Regions from separate parts of the Sus scrofa genome. Here region 1 is linked to region 2. Evidence: chromatin contacts called from public promoter capture Hi-C data. All regions are on one chromosome and are shown on one strand. Each heading gives the region's core, a stretch centred on a gene start, on an enhancer-like site or on the middle of the called end of the contact. The rest is flanking DNA. Distances are from core to core; before and after follow the strand shown. Region 1 has its middle 58 kb from the start of SMYD2. Region 2 holds the start of CENPF (centromere protein F).

What was found. Promoter capture Hi-C pulls out the DNA fragments that hold promoters and counts their contacts.
Region 1: a contact with region 2 is called in a promoter capture Hi-C map of liver, with 4 times the contacts expected there. The contact joins the enhancer-like site here to the promoter of CENPF in region 2. A contact is called at or near these places in 1 of 5 promoter capture datasets (liver), 17 of 47 Hi-C or Micro-C datasets (adipocytes, embryonic fibroblasts, epiblast stem cells and 11 more) and 1 of 2 datasets of contacts at active chromatin or transcription factors (skeletal muscle).

Annotation. Positions count from the first base shown.
Region 1 is chr9:129,370,798-129,377,823 of Sscrofa11.1, reverse strand. No RefSeq gene overlaps it. Among named protein-coding and RNA genes, the nearest start is that of SMYD2, 58 kb to the right of the region's middle. Within about 2 kb of position 3,418, at least 7 of the 83 cell types and tissues checked have an H3K27ac peak or open chromatin away from gene starts, as enhancers often do. A contact at or near this core is called in liver and skeletal muscle, where this site is marked.
Region 2 is chr9:129,007,743-129,015,181 of Sscrofa11.1, reverse strand. CENPF (centromere protein F) reads left to right here and starts at 2,941. Exons shown (of 22, transcript XM_003130395.6): 1 at 2,941-3,097; 2 at 6,348-6,550; 3 at 7,385-7,439. The coding sequence starts at 6,389.

The DNA.
Region 1 (7,026 bases), core at 2,169-4,668, 360 kb before region 2:
TCTAACATCAAGGAAGGTACCACCATCCTTCCGTTCCGTAAATGATCATTTACCTGGATCCTTCCGAGGGACCTGGTACAGGGGCCCTGCAGCAGCCCAGTCCTTGCCCGCTGTGTGGAGGGAGAGGCTGGGGAGCCCCACACAGGTGGCTCCGTCAGAAGTGAGCCTGGCACCGAGACTGCACCGCACGACTGTCCCCTTTCTTCCAAAGGGCCATCTGACAACCAAGGCATCTCACGCTCCTGGCAAGTATCCGCCTGCTCTCTGTGGGAGAGACCTACCCTCGGACAACTCTGCAGGCCTGAGGGCTCCCACGGCTGAGCCCAGCCAGGTGCCCCGGACTCCAGGTCACCCCAAGGTGGCCAGCACACTTGTTCAGCTCCTCGCTGGCTGTGGGGTCCCGACGGAGGAAAGCGAGTCCCTGCTTTGGAGCCAGAGAAGCACAATTGCCTCCTTATCCATTTTTAAACAGCCTCTTCCCTTGCAAATCTCTGCTAATAAGCACAGCTTATCTTTATTTACCAGGTAGCTGCTTTCTCTTCGGAGATACCACCAGACCCAATGAAGGGAAGCAGAGAGAAAAGCGTCTCCTACAAAATGACAAGGAGACAGCGCTTTTCTATCTAAAAATACGCAGATGTCCTTCTCCTTGGTGGATGCTGATAGTAGGGGACAGCTTTGGAAAAAGTCTTAGGAGAACTCTGCCTGGCCTGTAATTGATGCGGGCCCCCATTTAACTGCTCCGTGCCCTGCTCATCCTTCCACCAAAGGAGCTAAACACACAGCAAAAGAAACTTGAAAGCCCGATGGTCTAGCCCTTGCCTCTGAGCAGTTACCCTTCACCATTCAAAATTCTTAGCTTACGAGTTCCCGTCGTGGCTCAGTGGTTAACGAATCCAACTAGGAACCATGAGGTTGCGGGTTTGATCCCTGACTTTGCTCAGTGGGTTAAGGATCTGGTGTTGCCGTGAGCTGTGGTGTAGGTTGCAGATGTGGCTCTGATCCTGCGTTGCTGTGGCTCTGGTGTAGGCTGGTGGCTACAGCTCCAATTCGAGCCCTAGCCTGGGAACCTCCATGTGCCGCAAGAGCAGCCCTAGAAAAGGCAAAAAAAAAAAAAAAAAAAAAACCACACACACAAAAGTTCTTAGCTTAAAGAAGCTTGATGAGATCTCATAGTTGGTTATTTGGGTTCTTTTTTCTTTTCTTTTCTTTCTCATAAACCAGGAGTGAAAGTCATTATCCTGAGTTCAGATACTAAGAACTCCTTTTACTGAAGCCCACTTCATGACTTTTGTATCACTTTCATGCTAACAATGCTACTTCCGTTGGGTGATTCCTATGCCATATAATAGCAGCTCTGTCATATTTTATTTTATGGACCTTTAGAATACCCTCGACTATATAAACCACAACCACACGTGAAATATATATTAAAGGATACAGCAAGTTGGGACTCCTAATCTCTGAGTCTGTCCATTTGTGTTATTTTAAAGACCCAATCAGGTAAGTTTCAGTCCTGTAAAACCCTCAGACTTCTGTCCCAAGTTCATGGGCCTCTAGGGAAACACGTTCTCAAAGTGGGTGTCATTAGGGGAGAGTAAAGTTCCCAAGAAAAATGTTACTCTCACTCTAGGCAAAGAGGCAGTACTCTGTCTGGATCACATACAAAAGGCTTCCAAGATCAGAAATGGGCCCAGGACGGACGGAACTGGGAGGTGCTTGGAGGCAGGAAATGTGTCATATTTTTTTTTCTTTTTTTTTAATCCCTGACGCTATACCATGGCTGCTGGTGATGGAGGTGGTGACAGCAACTGTACTTGCTTCAGCCCTTACAATGTGCCAGCGACTTGCTACCACCTTCATTCATTCCTCACAGCAACCTGTGAGGCAGGTGCTATTAACCTCATTCTATAACCGAGGACATTCAGGGACAAACTCTGAGTGTTTGTTAAGTAACTGCCCCAAGTCACACTTCAGTAAGTGGCACAGATGGGACAGAAGCCCAGATCTCTCTGACTCCAGAACCTGTGAATTGAACTACCCTGATAATGCAGCCTGGGGCACGGTAGACACTTAATAAATGTACATTGAAGAAAACTGAACAGATGTAATGGAATTTGGGTGGGATGATTCTCTCTCTACTTTACTCTCCTGTCTGACGTGCAAAGGCATTGCTTGTTCCAGAATCATTATCGTGATGACTGTTATTTTGACCTCAGAGCTCCGGACTAGACCACACTTCCCCTGAGAACAGGACAATGTATGTTTCATGATAATAACAGGTACTGTACTAAGCTCCAGGCTTTACATCCTCATAATAATTCTGAAAGGAATATATTATCATTCCCATTTTTTAGATGAGGAGACACATGCAGAGAGGTGAATGAAGGCTGCAAAGCTGGTAAGGGGAGTTTAAACAGCCTCTGCCTCCAAAGTCAGTTCCTCATCTGTAGAATGGGTGCAATTCCTATCTGCTGTTGCTGAGGGGAATCAAAGTAGATTATTCACTCATCCTCTCAACAAATAGTTATTGAGTAGTTGCTAAATTACATTGTATTGTAAGATGAATCAGACTGGCTCTTTCCCTCAGGGATACAGGCAGGTCTTTCCAAAATGAAAGCCATCAGTCCAAGAGAGATCTAGATACTGTGCTATGGGAGCTCAGAGGGAAGATGGATTATTCCAGAAGGAGGTATGAAGCTGCAGCTTTTGAGCTGAGTCTCAAGAGTTAAAATGGAAATAGTCTGGAAACACAATTCCAATACAAACATTGGGCATAGGTTAGTAATAATAACTAATTTCTATGGAGCTCCCTGCTGGTTTAGCAGGCTAAGGATCCAGCATTGTCACTGCTCTTGCTCTGATCGCTTCTGTAGCTCAGGTTCAGTCCTTGCCCTAAGGACGTCCACATGCCACCGGCGAGACAAAAATAAAAATGTTTTTTAACTTTAAAAATCCACTAATTTATGAAATTCACTGTGTTCCAATGCCTGCCTAAACCTGTGCAGATTTCAAGCAAATGACAGCCATTTATCTAGAGTTTCGGAGTCCCAGAAACTCTGTGTTTTACATTTGAGAACTCCTGTTGTCTGAGCCAAAACAGGATCTAGCAGTATGCCCACGTGACAAATGAGGAAGCTGAGGCTTCCAGAAGTTGAGTTTCTTGCCTATGGTCACATAGACAACAAATCGCTGAACTAAGATTTAAACCCAGATGGTCAGAATTCAAATATTACCTCTCAGACAAAGGGAGAAAAAAAGATTGCTCAGGTAACAGTGATTTGCGGAGAAATACATCTTGGGTCCTCGTGAATTACAGCACAACCTGTTGGGGAAACTGCATCTCAGATAAGCGAAGGTACAGGTATAGGACCTTCCTTAAGAGGCATCATCTCAAGGAACTCCGGAGTAATTTGACTTGTGGCCGGTAGATGGCAGAACGTGACCAGAAAAGGACCTGGAAACCACAGCGGGACACCCAGGTAGTTCCCAGTTTGTGCCACAAAATGAATTTTGCCTACAATATGGTTCGTTTAAAGTAACAAATTCTTCCTCGAAGCGAGCTGGCTCCCCAAGAGAAACTGTAACCAACTGAAAGTCTCCAGTCACCGAGTCCCAGTACCATGAGGAGGGACCGCCCCAACAGTTTCCTCTATAAAGCTGTCGTCCAGCTCCGGTCAGTGCTGACCAAGCCACCCCCGGCCTTGGTCTCAACCTCGTTCTACTGCAGGAAATCTTGGGACTGTGCAAGCGATAACGTCTGGAAAGTACTTGGCAGCATCTGAAGAGCTGCGCTGCTGTGGCGTTAAGACAAAAGCTCGCAGGGCGAGTCTTCAACAAGGTGTATTAAGCACCTGTGGGTGCCGGGCTCTGGGTTCCATCCAAAGCTTGCCAGCCACTATTTATTGCCTGATTCCCCAGCAGCCAGCTGTTGCAAAATGGGCTAGGAAAGCTAGTTCTGTGGATTCATTTCCTGAGCAGCTCGGCCAGCAATTAGGAGAAACCAAAGATATCCTGGAAACTTTAAAAGCATTAAAAGAAACCTGAGGGAATTCGATTGTCATCTTAGATGATAAAAGACCTCTCTAAATATTAAAAAAAAAGCAAAACTCAGAAACTCTAAAGTATATTATTAAACTTGATTATGTAAAAATTTTACGCTACTGAAATGCAAAGAGTTTTTTTGTTTTTTTGTTGTTGTTGTTGTTATTTCTTGGGCCGCTCCTGCAGCATATGGATGTTCCAAGGCTAGGGGTTGAATCGGAGCTGTAGCCACCGGCCTACGCCAGAGCCACACAACGCGGGATCCGAGCCGCGTCTGCAACCTACACCACAGGTCACGGCGACGCCGATCGTTAACCCACTGAGCAAGGGCAGGGACCGAACCCGCAACCTCATGGTTCCTAGTCGGATTCGTTAACCACTGCGCCACGACAGGAACTCCCAAAGAGTGTTTTAAACATCAAAAGAAAAAGTAAAAAGCTGCAAAACATATGACAAAGGATGAATATTCTTAAATACAGATATGCTATAACTTCATAAATTAATAAAATGTATATTTCAGTAACACGTCTCAAGTCAGTAATATGGCCAAAGGCATGCAGTTCACAGGATCTTTTTAAAAAAGAGAAAACAGCCAATAAAACATTGGAAATTGGCTCCGTTTCATTTACAGTTAAATAAAGGTCACACTTAAATAGCTTGCTTTTGAGAGCAGCCGTCTCCCGAGGTATTGATAAGTGTAAATTGGCAAACCTCTTTCAAGAGCAAGTTGACAACACTTAGAAACATGTTTGCACGGCCTTGGCTCAGAGACTCCGTTTCCTCCGCTACCCACACTCGGGTGCAGTCACCCAGCTCCGTATCTTTAAACACCTCCTAGAGATGGGATTAAGATGGCTGAATAGGACCGGAGCGCAACTTCTCTCCTAAAATAAACACAATTCACAACTAAAGGCTGAGCAATCTTCAACCAAACGGACCAGAAACCTTCAAAAAGATATCCTACTCCAGAAGACAAAGAGGAGGCCACACCAAGAGGTAGGAGGGGCGAGGGGATTTCGTGATATAAGCAACCCCCGGGTGGGAAGCCCCACAGACTGGAAAGTAACTGGTTCACAGAGACTCACCTACAGGAGCGAAGAGTTCTGAGCCCCACATCAAACTCCCACGTGAGGGGGTCTGGCACTGGGAGAAAGAGCACCCAGAGCATCTGGCATTGAAGGCCAGTGGGGCTTGTGCGCAGGAGCTCCACGGGACTGGGGGAAACGGAGACCCCATTCTTAAAAGGCGCACACAGACCTTCACGTGCACTGGGTCCCAGGGCAAAGCAAAGTCTCCATAGGAATCTGGGTCAAACCTGAGGGCAGTTCTTGGAGGACCTCCTGGGAAAACAGGGGTGAATGTGGCTTGTTGTGGGGGAAGGAAGGACATTGAAGGCAAAGCTCTCGAGAATATTCAGCAGCGTGCCTTTCTCTGGAGGAGGCCATTTGGGGAAAATCTGGCCCCACCCATCAGCACTGTGAAGCCCCAGGGCAAACAACAATCCAGGTGGGATCACTGCCCCATCAGTAAACAGGCTGCCTAAAGACCCCCCAGGCACACAGCCGCCTCTAATCCCATCCAGAGACTAAGCCCCACCCACCAGAGGGATAACAATTAGCTCCACCTAACAGTGGGCAGGCATCAGCCCTTCCCATCAGGAAGCCTAAAGCAAGCCCCCTTACCAACTTCAGCTCCAAGGAGGGCAGACACCAGAAGTAAGAGAGGCTACAACTCTGTTATCTGTAAAAAGGTCACCACACCAAAAACATAACAATGAAAAGACAGGGAACTATAACTCAGATGAGGGAGAAAGAAAACCCCCCAGAAAATCAGCTAAGTGATCAGGAGATTCTCAGCCTCCAGGATAAACACCTGCGAGAGCCTGATGATGCCCAAACTAGGTAGCCAGCCCTGACCCCTCCTCTGCACCCCAGGCTCCTTTCTGAGCCCCTCCCCCGGCTACAGACACAACCAACTTCAGGCCACACTGGGACTCTTCTGCCCGGCCACCTTCCTCAAACTTGCCCCTCCTGTTCCTCCTCTGGGCCAACCCTTCTCAGTAAACGTGCCCCTCCACCACTTAGCAAAGTCCCCAGACCCAGGAGTCATCCTCCATACTCCTTTCTTTCTTTGACCATGGGCCTTTAGCTTGCTGTTCTAGAATGTTCTCTCCCTCGCTGTGCAATGGGAGCTCAGACCAATGTTTAGCCGGTGTTCAGGTCTCCCATCAGAGAAGCCTTCCCTGACCACCCTCTATGAAATAGCAACCCTATTGCTCTCCACTCCATCGCCCTGCTTTATTTTGCTGTGAATCTAAAATTGCTCTACAGAGATAAAGTCCTTTTTTTAAAAAAGTTTGTGGTTGGTAAAGATAACCCAAGGAAAAGAGAATGGGGAGTTCCTCTCGTGGTACAGAGGAAATGAATCCAACTAGGAACCATGAGGTTGCGGGTTTGAGCCCTGGCCTCACTCAGTGGGTTAAGGATCTGGCGTTGCCATGAGCTGTGGTGTAGGTTCCAGACGCGGCTTGGTTCTGGTGTTGCTGTGGCTGTGACAAAGGCCTGCAGCTGTAGCTCCAATTTGACCCTTAGCCTGGGAACCTCCATATGCCACATGCGGGTGCAGCCCTAAAAAGACAAAAGACCAAAAAAAAAAAAAAAAAAAAAAGGAAGGAAGAGAATGGGAGACAAGTCCTTGGCTGTTTCTTTAGACAGAAAAGAATACTTTTGAAAGTCATGCCTGCTGTTCATTTGCAGAAAAGTATGCCCAGCTGCCAAAATTCTTTAGAAACCCTTCTGTTCAGATCCTTCCAGATGTCTTGCTTATTACTAATTCCAAAATTAAGTGCAGAACTTTTGGGAAGGGATGGTGAGAATGCTATTTCTGTTCATTTTCTAAAGATGTTTGAATATTCTTCTTCTCTATAACCATGTGCGTTTCAGACTTAAATCTTGAGTTAAAGATGTCACCCCTCACTCATTA
Region 2 (7,439 bases), core at 1,692-4,191:
CTTGCCAGAATGACTATCATTAAAAAGACCACAAATAATAAAAGTTGGTGAGGATGTAGAGGAAAGGGATCCCTTTATACCACTGGTGGGAATGCAGTTTGGTGCAGCCTTGGTGGAAAAAGTGTACAGAAGTTCCTTAAAAAACTAAAAGTAGAATTACCATATTATCCACTAATTCCACTCCTATGTATACATCCAAAGAAAACAAAAACACGAATTTGAAAAGATGTATGCTCCCCAATGTTCAAAGTAGCATTATTGACAATACCCAAGATATGGAAGCAAACTAAGGTCCATCCAAAATGAATGGACAAAGAAGATGTGAGATATATATTTTTGGAGGGTATTAGGCTTCGTGAAATAAATCAGACAGCAAAAGACAAATATTGTATGATATCACTTACATGTGGAATCTAAAAATTAAAATAAACTAATGAATTTAACCCAAAAGAAACAGACTCACAGATATAGAGAAAAATTAGTGGATCAAGGGAGCGGGGAGGGACAGGTAGGGTAGGGCATTAAGAGGTACAAACCAGGAGTTCCCATTGTGTCCTTAGTGCATTAAGACATGATGTTGTTTCTGTAAGGATGGGGGGTTTGATCCCTGGCCTTGCTCAGTGGGTTAAGGATCCCGTGTTGCTGTGGCTGTGGCGTAGGCCTCAGGTGCAGCTCTGATCTGACCCCTAGCCTGGGAACTTCCATATGCCACAGGTGCAACCACAAAAAGAAAAAAAAAAAAGAGACAGTGAGAGGAAAAAAAAGAGGTAAAAGCCACTATGCATAAAATAAATAAGCTACAAGGATATCTTATACAGCACAGGAAACACAGCCAATACTTTATAATAACCCTCAATGGAGTATAACCTTTAAAAAGTGTGACTGGCCCTGCATCTAAGCTGGAGAGGAAAACTTAGAAAGACTCAAGAGCGCTGATGCATAGATAGAAAGTCCAGATGGTGGATGAATAGTCCAGAGAGTAGACTGGCTCAGTGAGGAAACAGATTTTAAAAAGAAAGGCTAGGAGCTGAAAACAGACCCTCTAAAAACATCTACATTTGATTGGTTAGCTTTCACCCAGTTCTCCCCCTAAAATAAACAAACGGGAAAAATAGAGGTAGGGGAAGGGAACCATAACATTGAAGTCATAGAAATATCACTGAAATTGCTACAATAATCTGCACCACATAATGCCCTTGTTTGAGAAGTGAATGCATTTCTTTCTTATTTATTATAGAAGAGTGTAGCACAAGGCTTGGCTATACAGTGGTCATTAACAGATACCTGCTAAGTAATGAATGAAAGAAGAGTGAAGGCAAATTTTTCATTCAGACCTTGAAAATCCTCTATTATATGTCTTTCAGGTTCTATTGTCTTTAGGCAGCTAATAGTTGAAAAGTTACCCTGGGAAGCAATGGAATGGTAATTGGTGTTGAAGTCAGAGACTAGCTGATAAGGCAGTGTCTGATAAAAGTTCTCCCCTACCTGTGCTCTCCTCTCTCCTTGGGGCTTCCAAGGGTAGTAGAGAACAAGTCCCTTCCCCAGCTGGCAGTTTTACTCCCCGAGATGGTTTATGTTTAAGTTACTATGTGCAGAGTTACCAGGGACTAATTAGGGATGCAAAGATGAATTAAAAAAAAAAAATCTTGGAGTTCCCGTCGTGGCGCAGTAGTTAACGAATCCGACTAGGAACCATGAGGTTGCGGGTTCGATCCCTGCCCTTGCTCAGTGGGTTAAGGATCTGGCATTGCCATGAGCTGTGGCTTAGGTTGCAGACGCGGCTCGGATCCTGTGTTGCTGTGGCTCTGGCGTAGGCTGGCGGCTACTGCTCCGATTAGACCTCTAGCCTGGGAACCTCCATATGCCGGGGAGAGGCCCAAGAAATGGCAAAAAGACAAAAAAAAAAAAAAAAAAAAAAAAAAAACTTACAGGAATTTTTGAGTCTGAAGGAGGGAGCCAGACGCAAACATAGACATCAATATCTGTATGTTTAGCTAAAAGATATGGTAAAAATCCTAAAAGTGAAGCATAAACTAAGTTCTAGTAAAGACCTATAAATTATTATTTCTAAGGACTAGGTGGGAATAGCCAAGTTTTAAGAAGAAAGTGGGGTTTGAATTGGGTAATGAAAGACTAGCAGAATTTCAGTGAAAGGCAAGAGGCTGCAGGGACAGTCTAATGAAAGATTGGAATCTATTGAGGAGGACAACAGCATCACAGTTATATTAATTTAACAATTCATTGTTTTGCTCCAGGCCTTAGATGCTTATTTTTAGTTTAGGGAAATAAAACGAGTACATAAATAACACAATACCAGTGAGCTTCATAAAAAAGGAGCGATTATACACTTTCTTGACAATTTCTCTGGCTACATGTTCTGCCCTGGAATTCCAGCTCACAAACGCACAGAATCACATTTTCTAGAATACGATCAACAGAGAACAGCAGTTAAGAGTGAAATCCTGCATGTCCTAGATTCAATTTTAAATGCTTTTTTTATGAGCCTGCTAACTTTTAAATAGAAATGAGAATACTTTCCTTAAAGAATTCTTAAGAATGACACTGGATGAAGAATGCATGGCAACATAGTACCTAGTATCTATGCCCTCCTCAATTATGTGTTTAGTAGTAGATACGTGTGCGCAGTATTAAGGGTTTTCGCCAGAGAGCACACTCCCGCTGGCTGCAGCCGATAGACCACACCCTCCTAATCAGTCTGCCCAGTCCCTGGCTGCTGCGGAAATAGAGCTTCTTTTGGTCTACCAGCCTCAGCTCAAGCACGTGGTCCCTGACTTCCCACAACAACAAAAAACCTAGTAGCTCGGTACTGGCCTTTCTCCTGGTGTGGCTTGATTTTTAAATCTATCCGAAAGGGCCAATCAAAGGCGGCAGTCCGAGTGTGCGGAAGCGGATTGGCTCGCAGCTGCTGACAGTGCCCAATAGGCTTGGAGGCGAGTTTGGTCGCGGCCGGAAGAGGGCGAATCGAAAACCGGTGGCGGTCGCGGGCAGTTTGAATTGGATTGTGGGCTCCAAACCCGCGGAGGCTGTACCTGGATCTGACTCTCTGAAGGGTTGTCTTCCCTTCCTCGCCAGCAAGGTGAGCGTCCGGCTTGGGTCCCGGCTCTGGCGGCGGGCATGATGGAGCCGCTGGCTTTGCGCCGGGGGTTCCTGGGACCGGGGTGCCTGTGAGATCCCGCTCTGCGCACTGAAGGTGCGGAGGGCCGCCGTCTCCTCCCACCTGACCCCGCTGGAGCATCGGCCCCTCTGCTCCCTCTGCTCCCTCTGCTCCCGGTAAAAGTCGGCTAGCACTAGGGTCCAGAGACCCTGCTCGGTCACGGCCTCGCCCTTTGGGGAATCAGTTTCCTCCTCTGTAACGCGGAAGACTGGGAGATCAGCAGGTATTTTACTGGCAGCCTTTCGGATCCGGAAACAAGTGGCTCCTACTTGTAATTTGGACTGTCCTTTGTTGCACGGAGAAGGTGCACACGGGTCTTGATCTGGGCGGCGGCCCGATGTGCCTATTGTTGTTGCGAGAACATTTCTCTTTTTGCCTTTCACATTTCTTCGGATGCGTCTGTGTACCTGGCTCCGCTATGGGATGAAGACCGAGGAATAAGTGTCCTGTCCTCGAACCTTGCTAGAGGATGGGGAGAGTTTTCATTCCCGGGCCCGCAGTGGGCCCTGTAGGCGGGGATTCTGGTTTCTTGGTGGAGATGGGGGATTCTGATAAAGGGAAAGCGTGAAACGGGCCTGCCGTACTGGGCGTGGGTGCGTCACACGGTCACAAAAGCGCAACCTTGGGCGCTTTTCGGGCTTGAGTGACTCGGCCATGGAGAATGTCTTCCACGTAGTTGAGACAAAAAGAGAGAACATTTTCTAGAAGGAGGCTGGTCCTGCCGATACTTTTTGCAAGAACCTTGACATCCAGGATTCTCCATCGACCCCGCCCCCTACCTTCTTACTTGGAGGTTTACATTTTTTTGTCCTTTTTGTGTCGGTGGCTCCACATAGATTGTTGATGGTTGGTACCTGTCCAAGTCCCCTCGAATCGAAATGAGCTTGGGTCTGGTGAGCACTTTAACCATTTATTTGTTCCTGTCTCTTGGACCTTGAATCAGAAAAGCATTTAAATTGTCAGTCTTCCCTCTGCTTACTTCCACCTCTATCTTTTAAAATTGCTCTTTTTAATATTTTGTTCATTATGGCGTCTCGATGTAACGATTTCAGTGGCTGGCAGAATTGCTTTGGAGTTACAGTCCTGTGCCTCTGAGGTATGGTGCTCTCACCCCTGAGCTCCTGAATGAGCAAGTTAGTTTGGAGTGGAAGGAGTAGCCTATGGGGCAGTGTAAATTGTCTTTTGCTGGTGGAGAGGCACGAGGTTCCTTTCAGTAGTTTTTGGGTAAATGGCTGCAGAGTTTAAGATGCTGTGTGCAAAGAACTGAGGGTGGGGGGCGGTGAATGCCAGAGAAAACCGCTTTCCAAGGCTTGAATCTAAATTTTGTTTTCTGAGACCCTCGCTCTTCTTTCGGTTTCTGAAAATAGTTTTTTAATATTCTTTCATCAACTACTTACTAGCTGTTCTGATAAAAAATTTCATTGATAAATTCAATTGAAACAAAACACGAAAACAGTTGTGGATCGTTTCATTTAGCAAAAAACGGACTCTGTTGCCAAAATAACTGGAAAATGAATGCTTTTTCTTTCATTGACGTTATAAAGGTTACTGAATAAAGAATAATTGCCATACTTGTCTCCCAGCTGATTTAAATTTTCTAAGATATGTCTGAGAAAGAGGTAGGTCATTTACATCTTGGTACCATAGGCAGAAATATACAAATGGAAAAATGTCTTCAAGGACTAATATAGTCACTAACATGTACAGAAGGCTTCTCAGGAGATACTGTTCTAAAGCTTTAAAGAGTTGCCACTACTATTATTCCCATTTTACAAATGAGGAAACCAAGGCCCTAAGCAGTTAAATACATGCCTAAGGTCCCACATCTTGCAGGTTGCTGAGCAGGAATTTGAATCGCTAAGGCTGTATACCTGATTCCTGGGCAAGGTCTGTCTGGAGAATGATTTTGCTGCATTTTGCAGTGATCTAGTGCTAAAATGGCATTTTGTTCATTCATGCATTGACTCAACAAATGATAACCATCTGGGAAGAGAAGGGGGCCCCTGTGCTATAAGAGACTATGATGGGGAGATACGACCAGATTATGATGGATGTCCTCAGGGAAGGCTTCCTGGAGGAAGAGCGACAGAGTGTGAGTAGGAATTAACACCATGAAGAGAGGAAAGAAGAGCATTTGCAAAATAACTTATCATGCATTTTATTTGTCTTGTAAGATCTATTTCCCTGAAACTATAACTAAATATTCATGTTTTGTATAATGAAAACAAACTGAGTGATAGAAGAAGTAAAAAATGAGAAATAAAAACAGAAAGCAAGGGAAAGCCAAACTAGTGTGCTGTGTACTACTTCACAGTTATTGGTAGTCACCTTTGCAGAGGGTGGAGAAGATGGATGTTATACTTGGTTATCTTTTGAAATGTGAATTTTTTTAATTAAAGTATGGTTGATTTACAATGTTGTGTCAATTTCTGCTGTTCAGTAAAGTGACTCAGTCATACACACATACACATTCTTTTTTTAATATTCCATCATGGTCTGTCCCAGGAGACTGGATATATTTCCCTGTACTATACAGCAGGACCTCATTGCTTATCTATTCTAAATGTTAATAGTTTATATCTGCTAACTCCAAATTCCCAGTCCATCCTACTCCCTCCCCCATCCCCCTTGGCAACCACAAGTCTGTTCTCTATGTCTGTGAGTCTGTTTCTGTTTTATAGATAGGTTCATTTTTGCCATATTTTAGATTCCAGATTTAAGTGATAGCATATGGTGTTTGTTTTCCTCTTTCTGACTTACTTCACAGATATGAGAATCTCTAGTTCCATCCATGTTTCTGCAAATGGCATGATTTCGTTCTTTTTTATGGCTGTGTAGTATTCCATTATAGATATGTACCACATGTTAATCCATTCATCTATCAATGGACATTTAGTTTGCTTCCATGTCTTGGCTATTGTGAATAGTACTGCTAGGAACATAGGGGTGCATGTATCTTTTTGAATTACTGTTTTGTCCAGATACATACCCAGGAGTGGGATTTCTGGATCATACGCTAGTTCTATTTTTAGTTTTCTGAGGAACCTCCATAGTGTGAAACATGAAGTTTTGAAACTTGATTCTTAGAGGTGGTTATATAGATTCCTTAGTCTCTGAGATTTTAAGTTTCCTTTTACTGTTGTTAGACCAATAGTCTCGTTATTCTTTTCAGTTTATTTGTAAATGTTTGAATAATAAAGAGAGGAGAGCAAAATGAGCTGGGCTTTGGAAGAATGGAAGGAAGGCCTGCCTACCAGAGCTCTTCAGAAAATCCAGGAGCTTGAAGGACAGCTGGACAAACTGAAGAAAGAAAGGCAGCAAAGGCAGTTTCAGCTTGAAACCCTGGAGGCTGCGTTGCAGAAGCAAAAACAGAAGGTATCACTGAAATGCGGGTATTTAAAACAATTCATTCATCATGTGGATGAGTCAATTTTATCTTGGTCTTTTAAATCTGGAGAAAAATGATTACGTTATCTTTAGGGGGTAATCCCCCCGCCTTTATTGAGTCCTTGTGTTTTTTCTGTAGTTACCTCATTTTCTCCATCCTCTGTTTTCATTTCTGCTTACCTACGAATATGTAGGGCTGCTGGGGCCATGAATTGGGTGTTGCTTTTGTATCCTGCACCAACATGACCAAAAGTCTCTGGCTCTGAATCTGGGGTCAGTGTTAGAGCACTTTACAGTCCAAATAGATATCGCGTTCTGAGACTGAACTTTCCACCTTGTTATTCCCAGATCTCTTAGGACTAGTAAATAGAAACTTAAATAGTGCTTCCTTTGTACTTCTGCGTCAGCCATCAGGGTAGTAATACAATCACTGCTTCAAAAATGTTTTTGCTAAGTGGGAAAAATTTTCGGTTTCTTCTATTAACTGGCTTTAGCAGCTAAACTTGAAAATGAATAGTTAAGGGAAGGTTTATATGGTTTACTTTCAATTTTTTAATTCTTTAAAGCATATTAAAGCTTCTCTTTCCAGGATGGGGATGTGTAGCCCTAACAAAGACAGTGACTTTGTAGAACTTTATAGAACTTTTCTACTAATGGACTTCAAAGTGAGATCAACTAAAATTTCTGTGTTCATCAGCACTGACACCTGGATTATTACAACCATATCACAAAATTAGTCATTAGTGTTAAACTCAGATTTCAAATAATATTTGGTGAGCTCATGAAAAAGAGACCTATTTCCTTTGGAACAACCCCCATTAGGTCGAGAATGAAAAAACTGAGGGTGCAAATCTGAAAAGGGAGAACCAAAGCTTGA